5 separate regions of the Mus musculus genome follow, and all the other regions are linked to region 1. Evidence: chromatin contacts called from public ChIA-PET and promoter capture Hi-C data. All regions are on one chromosome and are shown on one strand. The core of a region is the stretch at or near the end of the contact, and the rest is flanking DNA. Distances in the headings are between cores, read along the strand shown. Region 1 holds the start of Ssbp4 (single stranded DNA binding protein 4). Region 2 holds the start of Tssk6 (testis-specific serine kinase 6). Region 3 holds the start of Gatad2a (GATA zinc finger domain containing 2A). Region 4 holds the start of Mau2 (MAU2 sister chromatid cohesion factor). Region 5 holds the start of Tm6sf2 (transmembrane 6 superfamily member 2).

The links. Promoter capture Hi-C pulls out the DNA fragments that hold promoters and counts their contacts. ChIA-PET counts read pairs in DNA pulled down with a chosen protein or histone mark.
Region 2: a contact with region 1 is called in an RNA polymerase II ChIA-PET map of memory CD8 T cells, with 63 read pairs. The contact joins the promoter of Tssk6 here to the promoter of Ssbp4 in region 1. A contact is called at or near these places in 1 of 39 promoter capture datasets (pre-B cells), 4 of 484 Hi-C or Micro-C datasets (CD4 T cells, embryonic stem cells and myocytes), 1 of 115 datasets of contacts at active chromatin or transcription factors (memory CD8 T cells) and 1 of 9 other capture datasets (liver).
Region 3: a promoter capture Hi-C map of pre-B cells shows a contact between it and region 1, with 3 times the contacts expected there. The contact joins the promoter of Gatad2a here to the promoter of Ssbp4 in region 1. A contact is called at or near these places in 2 of 39 promoter capture datasets (liver and pre-B cells), 5 of 484 Hi-C or Micro-C datasets (the G1E-ER4 cell line, embryonic stem cells and liver) and 4 of 115 datasets of contacts at active chromatin or transcription factors (bone marrow-derived macrophages, embryonic stem cells and stem cell-derived neural progenitor cells).
Region 4: a promoter capture Hi-C map of second pharyngeal arch cranial neural crest shows a contact between it and region 1. The contact joins the promoter of Mau2 here to the promoter of Ssbp4 in region 1. A contact is called at or near these places in 2 of 39 promoter capture datasets (cranial neural crest and second pharyngeal arch cranial neural crest) and 1 of 115 datasets of contacts at active chromatin or transcription factors (large pre-B cells).
Region 5: a promoter capture Hi-C map of liver shows a contact between it and region 1, with 3 times the contacts expected there. The contact joins the promoter of Tm6sf2 here to the promoter of Ssbp4 in region 1. A contact is called at or near these places in 6 of 39 promoter capture datasets (the HPC-7 cell line, cranial neural crest, frontonasal cranial neural crest and 3 more) and 1 of 115 datasets of contacts at active chromatin or transcription factors (pancreatic cancer cells).

Annotation. Positions count from the first base shown.
Region 1 is chr8:70,606,956-70,609,604 of GRCm38.p6, forward strand. It overlaps Ssbp4 (single stranded DNA binding protein 4), which reads right to left and starts at 1,359. Exons shown (of 18, transcript NM_001372473.1): 1 at 1,170-1,359. The coding sequence starts at 1,225.
Region 2 is chr8:69,900,876-69,903,524 of GRCm38.p6, forward strand. It overlaps Tssk6 (testis-specific serine kinase 6), which reads left to right and starts at 1,309. Exons shown (of 1, transcript NM_032004.2): 1 at 1,309-2,643. The coding sequence starts at 1,433. The coding sequence ends at 2,254. Ndufa13 (NADH:ubiquinone oxidoreductase subunit A13) reads right to left here and starts at 1,145. Exons shown (of 5, transcript NM_001382215.1): 1 at 1,062-1,145; 2 at 667-857. The coding sequence starts at 760.
Region 3 is chr8:69,973,065-69,975,713 of GRCm38.p6, forward strand. Gatad2a (GATA zinc finger domain containing 2A) reads right to left here and starts at 1,319. Exons shown (of 13, transcript NM_001113346.1): 1 at 1,026-1,319.
Region 4 is chr8:70,041,409-70,044,057 of GRCm38.p6, forward strand. It overlaps Mau2 (MAU2 sister chromatid cohesion factor), which reads right to left and starts at 1,326. Exons shown (of 19, transcript NM_001376946.1): 1 at 984-1,326. The coding sequence starts at 1,277. It overlaps Sugp1 (SURP and G patch domain containing 1), which reads left to right and starts at 1,379. Exons shown (of 14, transcript NM_027481.3): 1 at 1,379-1,672. The coding sequence starts at 1,639.
Region 5 is chr8:70,071,585-70,074,233 of GRCm38.p6, forward strand. It overlaps Tm6sf2 (transmembrane 6 superfamily member 2), which reads left to right and starts at 1,340. Exons shown (of 10, transcript NM_001293795.1): 1 at 1,340-1,505. The coding sequence starts at 1,411. Sugp1 (SURP and G patch domain containing 1) reads left to right here. Exons shown (of 14, transcript NM_027481.3): 13 at 1-67; 14 at 222-763. The coding sequence ends at 248.

The sequences.
Region 1 (2,649 bases), core at 109-2,608:
CAGGTGATCTGTCCCCTACCCAGGGCTGCACTGGGCAACTCAGCCTCTAGGCAAGCTGCCCCCTCAGGCCCTGCTACAATCCAGGCCTCCACACTCACACCTCAAAGGTGAGTGCTGGGCTCCCAGCACACTTCAAACGTTCCCGCTTCACCTACTTCTCCACACAGGCACCTCGGAAAGGAAGGCCAGCCCAGGCGTGTCCTCACTGGAAGCTAGAGCACAGCCTGTCCACCTGGGCAGCGCACCCTGTATCTTCAATGTGGGGCGTCTAGAGCCAGACCCATTCTGGCTCACCTGGGACTCCGGGAGGTGTCCCGGGACCGCCATGGTCAGGCTCTGCACCTCTCTAGGCTTTGAATCCGCACCTTTGCCTACAAGCGACAGTGGAGTCCAACTTCCACGCAAACCTCCAAAACCCCAACACCCCGCAGGGCATTAGGGTCCGACCCAACCTCTTCAAATTTGCAGCCACAATGAACCCACGTGTCCTGTTTCAAATCTCCAGCTTGGATACTTGGGACTCTGCGGCCCTAAGACCTGAAGCTGTCCTCCAGTGCCATGGTCTCACAGCCAACCCCGAAAGCTCACACCTGTCAGGTTTGTGTGACCCCAGAACTCCCGAGGCCTTACAACCCTCAGATGCTGTGCCTGCCCTGGGCATCCTGTGACCGCTCAAGTCCTAACTCCTGATCTCCCATACACCACCGACTCCCTAGTGAGCCCCTGATCCTGCACCCGATGAACCGCCACGTGACCCCAGCAACCCCTTGGCTCTTGTTTGACCCATTGATTTCCTGTCCCCTCAGGTATTCTGAGACCCCAAGCCCCCTTGGAGCTCTCAAGCTCATGCCCATGCCCTCTATCTCATGTGACCCCCCCACCAAGACCCTGGAACTCGAGTACCTCAATATATTCTGTCCTTTGTGTATTCTGTGACCCCAAAGGACCCTCAGGTCTCGCACACCCACAATCACACACCCTTCTGGTCTCGCGTGACCCCATGAGCCCCTTGATCTCGTGTGTACCCCTGAAATCCCGCACCATTTTGATCTCCAGTCACTCCCCGATCTCCTCGGGATCTCCTGTGTCCCCCCTGAAATCCCGCACCATTCTGGTCTCGCGTGACCCCATGGTCCCCGGTCCCGCGTGGCCCCGCACCGCGCACTCACTTCTCGCGCGCCTGCCCGTCCGAGGGCGCGCAGCCCTTGCTCGCCTTGCCGTACATGCTCCGCACCTGTCAGGCGCGCGTGGCCATCGCTGCCCGCGCCCCGATCCCCGCGGCCATGTCCGCGCGGGAGCTCCGGCCGCGGGTGGGTTCTCGCCGCGCTGCCCTCCCCGGGCTGTTCCGGGAAGCGCGCCACCGCCACCGCGCGCTCCCGCCGCTCTTAAAGTGGCAACGGCGGGAGCGCGGGTGGGCCCCCCCCCCGCGCGCGCGCTGGGAGCGCGCACGCGCAGAGCCCGCGGGGGCGGCACTGCCCACCAATAGGCTGCGCACCAATAAGTACAGACTTCAATACCTCCCCCCAAAGATATTCAAGCCCGGGACGCGCTCCAGCAGTTGCTATTTGTGCAATTGGGAAGCTGAGGCAGGGGGATGGCCGCGAGCTCCAAGCATACCTCGGCTGCGGAGCAAGACTCCCAGTTGTACAGATCTGGGGGTGGGGGTGGGGTGCTGTGGATATCTCCGTTTCGACTCAGGAACTGCACTAGGCTCTTGGGCTCACAGGATATGCGCCCATGACATTCTACTCCCAGGACACTCTCTGCGAGCCAATACAGCGCTGCGGGCTGTGAGGGGCCCTTTTGAGAGAGTTTCATATAGGCCAGGCTTGTCTCAAACACATAAAACAGATAACCCTGAAATTCTAATCCTCCTGCCTCAGCCTCCCTAGCGTTTGCACGACAGGCGTGTGCCACTTAGCCTGGTCTGTGTGCTGTGCACAGAGCCCGGTTTTTTTTTTTTTGTTTTTTTTTTTATGCATGCCAGCGTTGTAAGGACTGAACCCCAGACCAAGCACGTTTTGTTTGTTTTTCTGAAAGTGTTTCTTAACGCGGTAGACAGAGGCAGGAGGATCTCTGTGAATTCGAGGCCAGCCTGGTCTATATGGCGAGTTCCAGGACAGCAGCCAATACATAGTGAGACCCTGTCTCAAAGTCGGAGTAAAAACGGTGTCTCCTGTAGCCCAGGCTGACCTCCAGCTCTCTACTTCACTAAGGCTCCTTGAACAGGTGGTCCTCCTGCCTCCACCTCTGGGTGCACGCTGGGAATGAGAGCATGCTTCTTTCCCCCACTCCAGCGCAGACGCACGTGTATAACACGCGGCCCCGTGAGAGCACGAGGGGTCGTGGCGCATGGGCGTCGGGAAGCATCCAGGCTAAGGCTTGCTATCGCTGCAAGTGTCCCCGGTTGGACACGACGGGTTTAGTGGGGACTTGCTGGAGATTGCGCACAGGTGGGTCGTCAGCACCCGGTGGCGCAGTCATGAGCTCAGGTTTCCTGTGTGAGTGTGACAGCATGCAGGTCACCACGGCGCTAAGTCTCGCGTGGTGTCCCTGGTGCAGGCAGATCCCCTAGCCCGGGCCTCCCCGCCCCCACCCTAGTGGGCGGGCGGGAAGCCGAGCCGCCGTGGTTCCAGGCGCTCAGGAAAG
Region 2 (2,649 bases), core at 59-2,558, 710 kb before region 1:
GAGTTGGGGTGTTCATAATTTCAGGCTGGCCTGGGCTCCACGAAAGCCGGTGGGGGTGGGGGCTGGGGGTGGGCAGAGAATGCCAGAAGAGGAACCAGCACTAGGGAGGCTAGAGTTTAAGACTAGCCTTCTATGCTATGTTACAATCAACACACATCTTGCCTTGGGTGGACCTGTCTGTCATCCCAGCAATCCATTGGCAAAGGCAGGGTCGCCACGAGTTTGAGGCCAGCCTGGGCTATATAGTAAGTCCCTATCTGCAAAAAAAAAAAAAAAAAAAAAAAAAAAAAAAAATTTAAAAACATTAAAAAAAAAATACGTATAACGGTGCATACCTATGAGCATAGCCTTCGGAAGTGAAGGCAAGAGATCAGGAGTTCTAGATCAGTCTCTGCTACGGAGTTTGAGGCCAGCCTAAAACAAAACAAAAGCCTCCAAACTCCAGGTTAGTGCTTCTCGCAGGCTTAGTTTCCAGGCCCGTGGAAGCCAGCTGGAAACTAGGGGACATGAACATTCTGGCTTCCGGGATGCTGCACTAGAAAACCAAGATTCCAACTCAGCCTCCGCTCACACTGTGCACTCTGAAGCCCGCAGGCTGCCCTCTCTCGTCTAACCGCATAACAAAAGCCTGGTCTGCGACGAACAGGACGACACTGAGACACTGACCCGACAGTCCCCGGCGGGGCAGGTTCCGCTTGTAGTCGATGGGGCCGTAGCCCCCTGGCGGGGGCATGTCCTGCTTCACCTTCGACGCCGCCATACTTGCAGGACCCGCAACTTCCGGCCACCAGCGGAAGTGAGGCAACGCGCGACCACCATTTTGAGTGTGGCGGAAGTTCCGTCACCCAGGAGGTTCCCTATAATTTGGAAGCGTTACGCTAGCCTTGCTGCGATCCGGAAGTCAGTCCCTCCTCCCTCTGGCCCTAGGCAGGGAGTAACTGTGGTCTGCATCTAGAGCTCTCTCGGGCGTGTTTCTTGCACTAAAAACCTTGGGAGTTCACCTACTTTCTTTCGTGAGCCATGGTAGCCAGGCTCGAGGCAACAGGCTGGTTCCCACCCACCTGAGCACCATCACTTCAGGGAGGGACTTGTCCTGTTCCACATCAGTGGGCAGTCTCCTCGCCAGTGACTTCTCACGAGGAACTGACCATTAAGGGCGATTGAGTCACAAAGCCTAAGAAGGGTTTAGGGAGCCCGCGGGGCGGGGGAGGGAGGGTCCCCGCCCCAAGGCCGAGTGACGCCCGCAGTCACTTCACAAGGCAGAAATTGTTACCCGGGCAATAAAAGTCATCGCGGCTGTAGGGCCTTGGGAGTGGGCACATGGGGGCACGGGGGTGCAGGTGCCAAGCACCATGGGTTAGGCCCGAGATTGGAGTCCGGCCGCCCCCCGACAGCAGCCGCCTCCTGCTCCCCGCGCGCCCCGGGCGCCACCATGTCGGGCGACAAACTCCTGAGCGAACTTGGCTATAAGCTGGGCCGCACGATAGGTGAGGGCAGCTACTCCAAGGTGAAAGTGGCCACCTCCAAGAAGTATAAAGGGACGGTGGCCATCAAGGTGGTGGACCGCCGGCGAGCGCCTCCGGACTTCGTCAACAAGTTCCTGCCTCGAGAGCTGTCCATCCTGCGGGGAGTACGGCACCCGCACATCGTACACGTTTTCGAGTTCATCGAAGTGTGCAATGGGAAGCTGTACATCGTGATGGAGGCAGCAGCCACCGACCTGCTGCAGGCAGTGCAGCGCAACGGGCGCATCCCGGGGTCGCAGGCGCGCGAACTCTTCTCGCAGATCGCGGGCGCCGTGCGCTACCTGCACGACCACCACCTGGTGCACCGCGACCTCAAGTGCGAAAACGTGCTGCTAAGCCCTGACGAGCGCCGCGTCAAGATCACGGATTTCGGTTTCGGCCGCCAGGCGCACGGCTACCCAGACCTGAGCACCACCTACTGCGGCTCGGCCGCGTATGCGTCACCTGAGGTGCTCCTGGGCATCCCCTACGACCCTAAGAAATACGACGTGTGGAGCCTGGGCGTTGTGCTCTACGTCATGGTCACCGGGTGCATGCCCTTCGACGACTCGGACATTGCTGGCCTACCCCGGCGCCAGAAGCGCGGCGTGCTCTACCCTGACGGCCTCGAACTGTCGGAACGATGCAAATCCTTGATCGCCGAGCTGCTACAGTTCAGCCCGTCTGCCCGGCCCTCGGCGGGCCAGGTGGCGCGCAATGGCTGGCTGCGGGCCGGGGACTCCGGCTAGGAGCCGGGGTTCTCGCTGTTCCCGCCGCACCAGGCACAGAGCCAGGGCGGCGCACGCGCGAAGGGCGAGCTTCGGGAAACCCGCGAAGTCGCCGCGCGCCACTGCGCACGCGTCCTGTCCCTTCCCCTTCCCCCACGGCGGCGGCCCTCTGAGGCCTGCTGTTGGGTTCTGATTCCTCCTGCACAAACTGATTGCTGGAGAGCGCATGCGCATCCTCGATTTCTGGCGAGAAGGCCCCGGGAGGGGCGCAAAGAGAAGAGAGAGAAGCATTGCGCCTGCGCAGAATGAGCTGTTGCACGGTGGGTTGCCATGCTACAGAGAAACCGTGGGCCAGCCGTGCACGCTAAGTTCCAGGTTGGAACCTGCAATAAATTCGCTCTTCCTTGCAACTGGGG
Region 3 (2,649 bases), core at 69-2,568, 630 kb before region 1:
GGGAGACTCAGGCTCAGTATACAGATTACATCCACAACAGGTATCTATCGCTTTGTGAATGGACACACACATTAACAGGGACGTGGGAGTGCTGCATACTCCAAGAAGATAAAAAGAAGTTAATGCTGTCAAGAAAATGTAAGGCTCAGGAGACTCACCAGGACTTTGTCCTAAAGAATCCAAAGCCACAAGATAAGAGTGAACTACCTGAAGTGAGTCAGGTAGGTAGAACTTGCAGCCTCTGCTAAAACTGCAGGGGCGGGAAGGAAAAACAAAACATTCTGCCATACAGGTCTTAATGAGGGGTCCCCATTCATTTCAGGGTTCCGGAGAGCGCAGTCCGGCTGCGGCTGAGGCCTGCCCAGAAGCCTTTCCTTGTTGAAGTGATCAATTCCGATTCTTGGCATTAATCCCTTTAAAAGGCCAGCTGCTGCTGTCTAGTCACTGATGCCAACCCGTTCCAGGTGGAAGAAAAAAGAAATTATTGGAGCCACATCGTACACCCGGAGGCAAATTTAAAGTGGAGGGCCATGAGGAAAACAGGAACCAAGAGAGGGGGAAGGGTCCCATGGCTCCCCAGGGTCAAGCAGGAAGGGCGCGAGCCCAAGCAGGACGGTGGGGGGGGGGGGGGACCGGCCCTGCAGGCGTGGGCGCGCAGGGACTCTTATTCTGACACGGGATCCTCCGCCGCCTCCGCCGCCGCCGTCGCCGCCGAATTTAACGCCGCCGCCGGGCTCGGACCCCCGACCCTCCCGTGGACTCTCACCCCACGCCACTCGTCCACGTGCTGTGTGCCCGCCGCCCCCCTTGGGGCGGCCTCCCAGCCTGAAAAGCTCAGGAGGGAGTGAGGCGACTCGGCCACTTCCCGGCTCCGGGGACCAGGGACCCCAGCCCCACGTGCGAGGGCGGTGGGGAACTTTCCAGCGGCGCAGGCGAAGCGAACCGCAGCGCAGCAAACCGAATACGACCGCGCTCCCACTTTCCCGCGCCCCCGCCCCGCCTTGCCAAGTTTGCTAGGAACTTACCCGGCCGCGCGCCGACCGGGCCCAGGGGCAGCGCGCGTGTCCACAGGGCTGGGGGCGGGGGGCGCCGGCCGCGCGTGCTCGCTGCGCCTGAGGGGCCGCCCGGGCCCGCGGCGCTCGCTCCGCCGCTCCGCCCGCCCGCGCCGCCGGCCAGATAATGCGCCCCTCGGCCGCACACATGGAGCCCGGCGCCGGCGTCACCGCCCGGGACATGCGCACCAGGTCAGCGCGCCCGGCCCGCGGCCCCCAAAACACCGGGGAGCTCTTAAAGGCGACGCCACCCGCCCGCACCCGGATGGGCGGGGTCGGGAAGGGAGGGGCTCCCTGTGGGCGTGGTCTTATGTGGGCGTGGTTCCCTGGAGGCGAGGCTGGGCGGGCCTACCCGGAAGCACCGCCCTCCCAGCCCCAAAGACTGGCGACGCTGCGCTAAGCGACTGGGTTTCCCACTTGGGCTGCTAAGCGCCCCTCAGCCATGGCCAGCTTAGTGCACAGAGCTCGGCCGCGCCCAGGGCTGACTCACGCTGACCTCGCCCGAGCCCTGCACGGCCACCTCTTGTAACTCTGAGACGCGCCCGGGGCCTCGCAAAGCTTCCTCTCAGGAACTTCGGTGTTGACCTCCAGTGAGAAGGTGCGATCGGCTGAGCGGTCACCCCTCTCCCCCGGACCGCAGACAGTTCAACCTACCCACCAAGCCAATCCACCTGCAGAGAACGAGGTGGACGGCTGTCTCCTTCCAGTAATCCACATCTAGCCTGTGCCTCTGGAGAAGAAGGAATCCCCAAGAAAACAAACCTGCGCCCAACCCTCTCTGGTAACACCAAGGAGACAATAATAGCCAGAAAGGAAGCAAGTTTGGGGAGATTATGAAGCATCTGAAGCCAATTTACAATTTCAACAGGGAAAAGTACAAAGTTCATAGAAAACCTATTCCAGGACAGCGACATGGCTCAGTGGTTTAAAGAGGCTTGCCACCAAACATAATGACCTGAGTTCCATCCGCACAAGTTGTCCTCAGACACAAACACACGCTCATAAATAAAATATGTTAATTTAAAAAACACATCTGGAGTCATGGCTCAGCAATTAAAGGTACTGGCTGCTCTTGCAGAAGACCCAAGCACCCACATGGTGGCTTACAACCTACCATAACTCCGGTTCTAGGGTATTTATGCCTTCTGTCCTCATCATACAGAAACACGTCATAAAGAAATCTTATGAAGACAAAGCCCAGGGCTAAAGAGTTAGCTCAGTGGTTAAGGGCACTTCTTGTTGTGGAAGACCTGGGTTCTATTCCCAGCACCCACATGGAGGCTCTCCTCCTCAGGCAACAAGTACACATGTGGTACACAGATGCACATGCAGGCAAAACACTCATGACACATCAGTTTCTTTTAATATATATATATATAAGGGTTGGAGAGATGGCTCAGTGGTTAAGAGCACCAACTGCTCTTCTGGAGGTCCTGAGTTCAAATCCCAGCAATCACATGGTGGCTCACAACTATCTGTAATGAGATGCCCTCTTCTGGTATGTCTAAAGACAGCTACAGTGTACTCACATATAATAAATAAATCTTTAAAAAAAGAAAAAGAAAGAAAAGGAAATGAAATAAAGAAAATGAAGCCT
Region 4 (2,649 bases), core at 76-2,575, 570 kb before region 1:
TGACAGCTGGGAATTGAGACCAATTCTTTGCTACATCGTGTAAGACCACGACAACCCCCCCCAACACAAAAACAAACAAAAAACCCAAACTTCACACAGTGTGGTCTTTGCTAAATCACTTTACTTAGCTAAGCCTATACGGTTTCACTCTTGAAATAAGGAAGTTTATTGGTTCAGTGAGGATTAGAAGCTCTAACTATGCACAGTGTGGGAAACAAGAATTTTGATCCCCTCCTGAAGGCAATTTACTAGACTGTCTGCAGGTCAGAACATTAAACATCTGAATAGTCAAGGAAACAAAGATAGGAAAATGGCAAAAAAGAGGCGGAGGTGTGGAAGAGACACAGTTGCCATGAGAAGAAACAAGTCTTACTGAGAAGCTGAATGACAGCTACCTCTTGAAATTCTGTGAAGCACCAAGACGTCACAAATCAAGTTGGAGGCGGAGTGGGGACTCTTTCAAAGATGGACCATTTCGTGGTGGGAGAAGAAGCCACCAACAGTGAGACTGACCTCCAGACCCCCGAGGTGCAAGTGACTCTAGAAGCTACTTTCTGCACTTCAGGTCCTCACAAGGCAACAACGTTCAACAAGAGGCTGAAGGCCTCACCTTCCCCAATATCCATGCCACAAGGATCTGGGACTCCAGACCTAGACACCTGACTGTCAGAAGTCCTGGACTTTCAGATTTCCTGCGACCTCGCTTTCACACGTCAGGGAGCTCGCATCTCTTCCTTAGGTAGGTGCTTCTAGGCTGACGCTCTGGGTCCTGTTCCCGCGGCCACCCGACTAGGAGGGTCCCCGATGCAAGCACCAAGTAGCTGAAGAGGGACAACTTTCCCGGTTCCCGGGTGAGAGGGCGTGGCGGAGCCGCGTCTGTCACCGCAGGTGAGGGCGAGGCCTTCGGAAGTCCCAAGCCCGACGAGGCGGAGAGGATCGAGTCCCCGGTACCCGCGGCCCGCCCGCCTGGCCCGCACACTCACCGCCTTCTCCAGGTGGCTGCGCGCCTGCTCGCTGTTCTTCGTGTGGTGGTAAAGCACCGAGCCGAGCTGCAGGTGCGTCCGGGCCTCGATCCGCTGAGGCGGCTTGAAGGGGAACACGGCCTGCAGGCAATGAACGCACAAGCGGATCTTGGGCGGGCTAGATGTTCGGAAGTGCTCGGCGAAACCCAGGAGAGCCAGATACCACGACTCGGCTGCCTCGGCCTGTGCGGCCTGTGCGGCGGCAGCCTGAGCTGCAGCCGCCGCCTGCGCCGCAGCCGCCGCCTGTGCCGCCATCTTGGCCCGCACAACAACAAGCCGCCTCCACAGAGAGGCGGAAGCACCTTGAGGGGCGGGGCCTGGCGACCCGCAATTCTCGCGAGAACTGCTACGCAAGGACTTCTGGGTCTTATGGTGTGTGTTCGAAGTGGCTCCGACTGAGGAAGACTCTGAGGAGAGGATGATACCTCTGCATCATCGTAACTGAGAGTAATACACGTTCGTGAACTGACGCCGGCGTTTCTGTGGAGAAGACGCCCGGTGTCCTAGAAGGGGGTTGGACGAGATTGTCGGAGAAGGACTACATTTACCATCAGACCAAGCGCACTATAACAGAGCCTCCCTCTTCTCAGGTGGCGCCGGAGCATTGTGGGATTGGATGAGTCTCAAGATGGACAACCGGGATGTTGCAGGTAACATCCCCCGACTTCCCTTCGCCGCCCGCCTGGGTTCTCGCGACTGCACGTCTCCTGTTCACCCTACTTTCTGTCACGGACCTGACACGCGGACTTCTCGCCTCAGCCCCAGGGAAACTTACAGTAACGTTGCGTGTGCCCTTCTCTGGTCTGCCGAGACCCCAGACTCGGGTTCGCCCCCCAACCCCCGCCCGTGGCTGAGGAGCGCTCCTGGTCTCCCTCAAAGGCCTGGGCGCCGGGTGGGAACCGCATGGGCTTTCCCAATAAACTGCTCTCGGGCCGGTGGCATCCACAGCGGACAGCCTGGGACATCCCTCCTGCCCCTCCGGTCCCCTTTGGCTTGGGTCCTGCCTTGTGGGAAATGTGCGTTTCCGAACTGCACTGGGTCAGCCAGGGCGGTTTCCCACGGTTACGGGTTTAGCTCTCCCTGTGCCCCTAGGATGAAATGCATTTGCCCATTCACCATATGCTTCCACACTTGCTGGGTGCCAAACGCTGTGCTAAGCTTGCGTGTCAGTGCACCTGGAAGCAAATTTTGCAAAGAACTAGTTCTCGTGACGTGAGGTTGGATGCTGCTAATATATTGAAGGTCAGGGAAGGCTTAACAGTTTTTAAAAATCCATTTGTCTTTATGTCTTTGTGTGTGAGTACCTGGAGCTGGAGTTATAGTAGGCCACCTGGATGTTTGCTTGGATTCTCTGGAAGAGTGACAAGCACTCTTAACCTCTGAGCCATCTCTCTGGCTCCATGAAAAGTCTTTCTTGAGTACAAGATGTTCCATATGAGTAGATGCTGTCTATAGGAAGGCAGAGGTTTCACCACAGAGGCTGGATAGGCCTCAGAGTGGACTAGGATTGTCTCCTTGGAGATTGTTATGAATGAAATGGAAATAATTAGGGGTGTCAACTCTGGTAGTGTCTAGGGAGTCAGTTTTGCTTTCAACATTTAGAATTTAAGGGCTGACGAGATGGTGG
Region 5 (2,649 bases), core at 90-2,589, 540 kb before region 1:
GGATGATGAGTACGAGGCCTTCCGCAAGAGGATGATGCTGGCCTACCGATTCCGGCCCAACCCGCTGGTGCGTGCCTCCCTGACTGCCTGTTAGTTTGAGAGAGATGACAAAACCCCTGCTGTAGCCCTCACAGGATGTCAGCTCTGCTGCCTGCAACGTTGTGGAGGGAGGACCTATAGTTTTCCACTAACACTCCTTTGATCTTTTTGGGCTTCCACAGAACAACCCCAGACGGCCCTACTACTGAATATTCTGGAAACACAAAGTCTACATTCAGATCGGCCATCCTTGGACTATGAAATGTTCTGGCATCCATCTCTATCCTGTGGTCACAAGTGTTGTGCTGTGTATTAAAGTCCCAATGCTCACCTGTCCAGCATTCCAGTTCCTGCTGTTGCCAGAAACCTCTTTTGTCCCTCCTCCAGTCCCACTGAGGCTCATTGAGTTCACAGTAACTGGAGACCAGCCAGTTGATTCAGACTTTACCCCAGGCAGAGGAAAAAGAGGCTTCCAAACACTTCATGATATGTGCATGGGCTGGTGTGGACTGGGCACAGCTGGAGTATGGGTAGGGCCTGTCTAGAGGCAGAGGCCTGGGCTGTCTCATGTATTGCTCACTGCATAGCTGCAAGAGCCCAGCTGGAGCCCGTGATGGTCAATCTTTGCAGCTTCATCCCATTTGTGCTGCCCTGGATCCTCCCCAGACCTCTCCAGCTAGTCAAAGTCCTCAAGAGAATAAGAATGATAAATCTGAGTACTCCAGTCTTGCTCCTCTGGTCTTCCATCTCCCCAATGTTTCCCTCTCCCAAGATCTGGTTGGGCATGACACAAAAGGTCCTAGAGTTGGCAGAGCTGAGTAGTGGGAGTGTGGCCAGGGGCTGGACTGCAGTGTGTACAAGTTGTGAGTGTAGGGCCTGGGGGCGGGGCCATGTAGAGCGTGGCTGCACTCTTGAGCTAATGCCTGTGAGTAGGGCTAGGAGAGGTGAATGGGTCTTAGGTAAGGGACTATTGTGGACTCGGTAAAGGGAAGTCTCTACAGTTCAGCCCCACAGGTGACTAGGGTATGGGGGCGGAGTTATAAGCTGGGTAGAGGTAAGGGGGCATGGCTGCAGATGTGGGACGGCTGAAAACTGGGAAAGGACGCTGTGCAATGGATAAAAGGACTGAGAAAGGGAGCTTATGGGCGGAGTCTCCTGATAGTAGGGCGGCACTCCCCACCCACCCCCTCCGCATACTGGCCAAGAACCTCAACACAGGAAAGGGTGGTGACCAGCTCCTGCGCGGGGCGACCTTTGCGCGCGGGGGGGGGGGGGGGGGCAGGCAGGTTCCTGGCAACTCAGAGCTCTGACGCGCTGCGGTCACGGAGCCAAGCGTCCTGGAGGCCTCGCCGGGGTCGGGGTGCCGCTGCCATGGACATCCCGCCCCTAGCCGGCAGGACTGTGGCAATGTCATTCTGCGCCCTGCCAGTGTCCTACCTACTCAATCAAGTTTCGGCGTTCTCACAGTGCGTTTTCGTCCATGAGGACCATGGGGCTGGAGGGAGGATGAGGGGTAGCAAAATCCCATAGGATGGGAGCTGGGCCGGGGGAACGCCATTGCAAGCAGAAATCCCTCTCCAGCCGCGCTGTCAGGAAGATGAAGTTGTAAGTTTCTGGGGAAAGGTGATGTGGAGCCATAGTGGGTTGTGGCATTTACGAGTATTCCAGGGATGTATGCTGTGCCAGTTCCAAAGTCACCCAGGGTCAAAGTATTTTCCTAGATAAAGCCCAACTCACCCAACTTCCCTGGTACGCATGCCCTGTACCATCGTCTCTGTCTCAGGCCTAGAGTTAACTCCCCCTACAAGCAATGAGCACCCTGTCCCTGACTTCTATCTTCAGATAGACCCCGGAGGTCCAGCAATCCCCTCACTCCAAAGCTCAGTTAACTCAAACAGTGGGATAGAGAGGGCCTTAGCCATAGGTCTGACTCCCTGGTACCTGTCTCCTGAGAGTCTGAGTGAGCCAAGTGCCCTTTGGGAGCCCAGGTCTCTTTATCTATCTGGGTTTCACTATCGTCATGGGTGAGGATCACAAGTTCTGTGCAGTGTCAAGATTAGTGTTGGCATTTTGGTTAAGTAAAACCAGGATGGAGTTTATGAAATGTGGGCCTGGGTAGTTTAGGAGAATTGAACAAAAACTGGCTGTGTGGCACCAGACAGGTGGATTCCCCTCTCTGGGTTTTGGTTTGTTTGTCCAGCTGTGTTAAGGGAAGCCCAGAGACCTGGCTTGTGTTATCTATGCAGCTAGCTGAACTGTCTTATCAGACTGTATAACTTCGGTGTAACTGAGCAAGAATAGGGAAGTGCAGTTGGAGACATTTGGACTTTAGTTGAGAGAAACTGGGAGCCTCAAGAAAATACTAGATTCCCTCCCATCAGAGTCCAACCACATGAAGGGTGAGGCTCAATGAGTGACCTGGCAAATCCAAAGGAATGAGTATTAGCTAATGATGAAACACAGAGATAGGGAAATCAGAGAGGGCTTCCAGTGGGAGCAATATGGATAAGCCTTGAAGTATGAGTAGGAGTTTGCCAAGTAGAAAACCTAACCAAGAAACCACTGATGGAGAAGTCAGGTCTCATTCTCCTTTGCTGACACTTTCTGAAT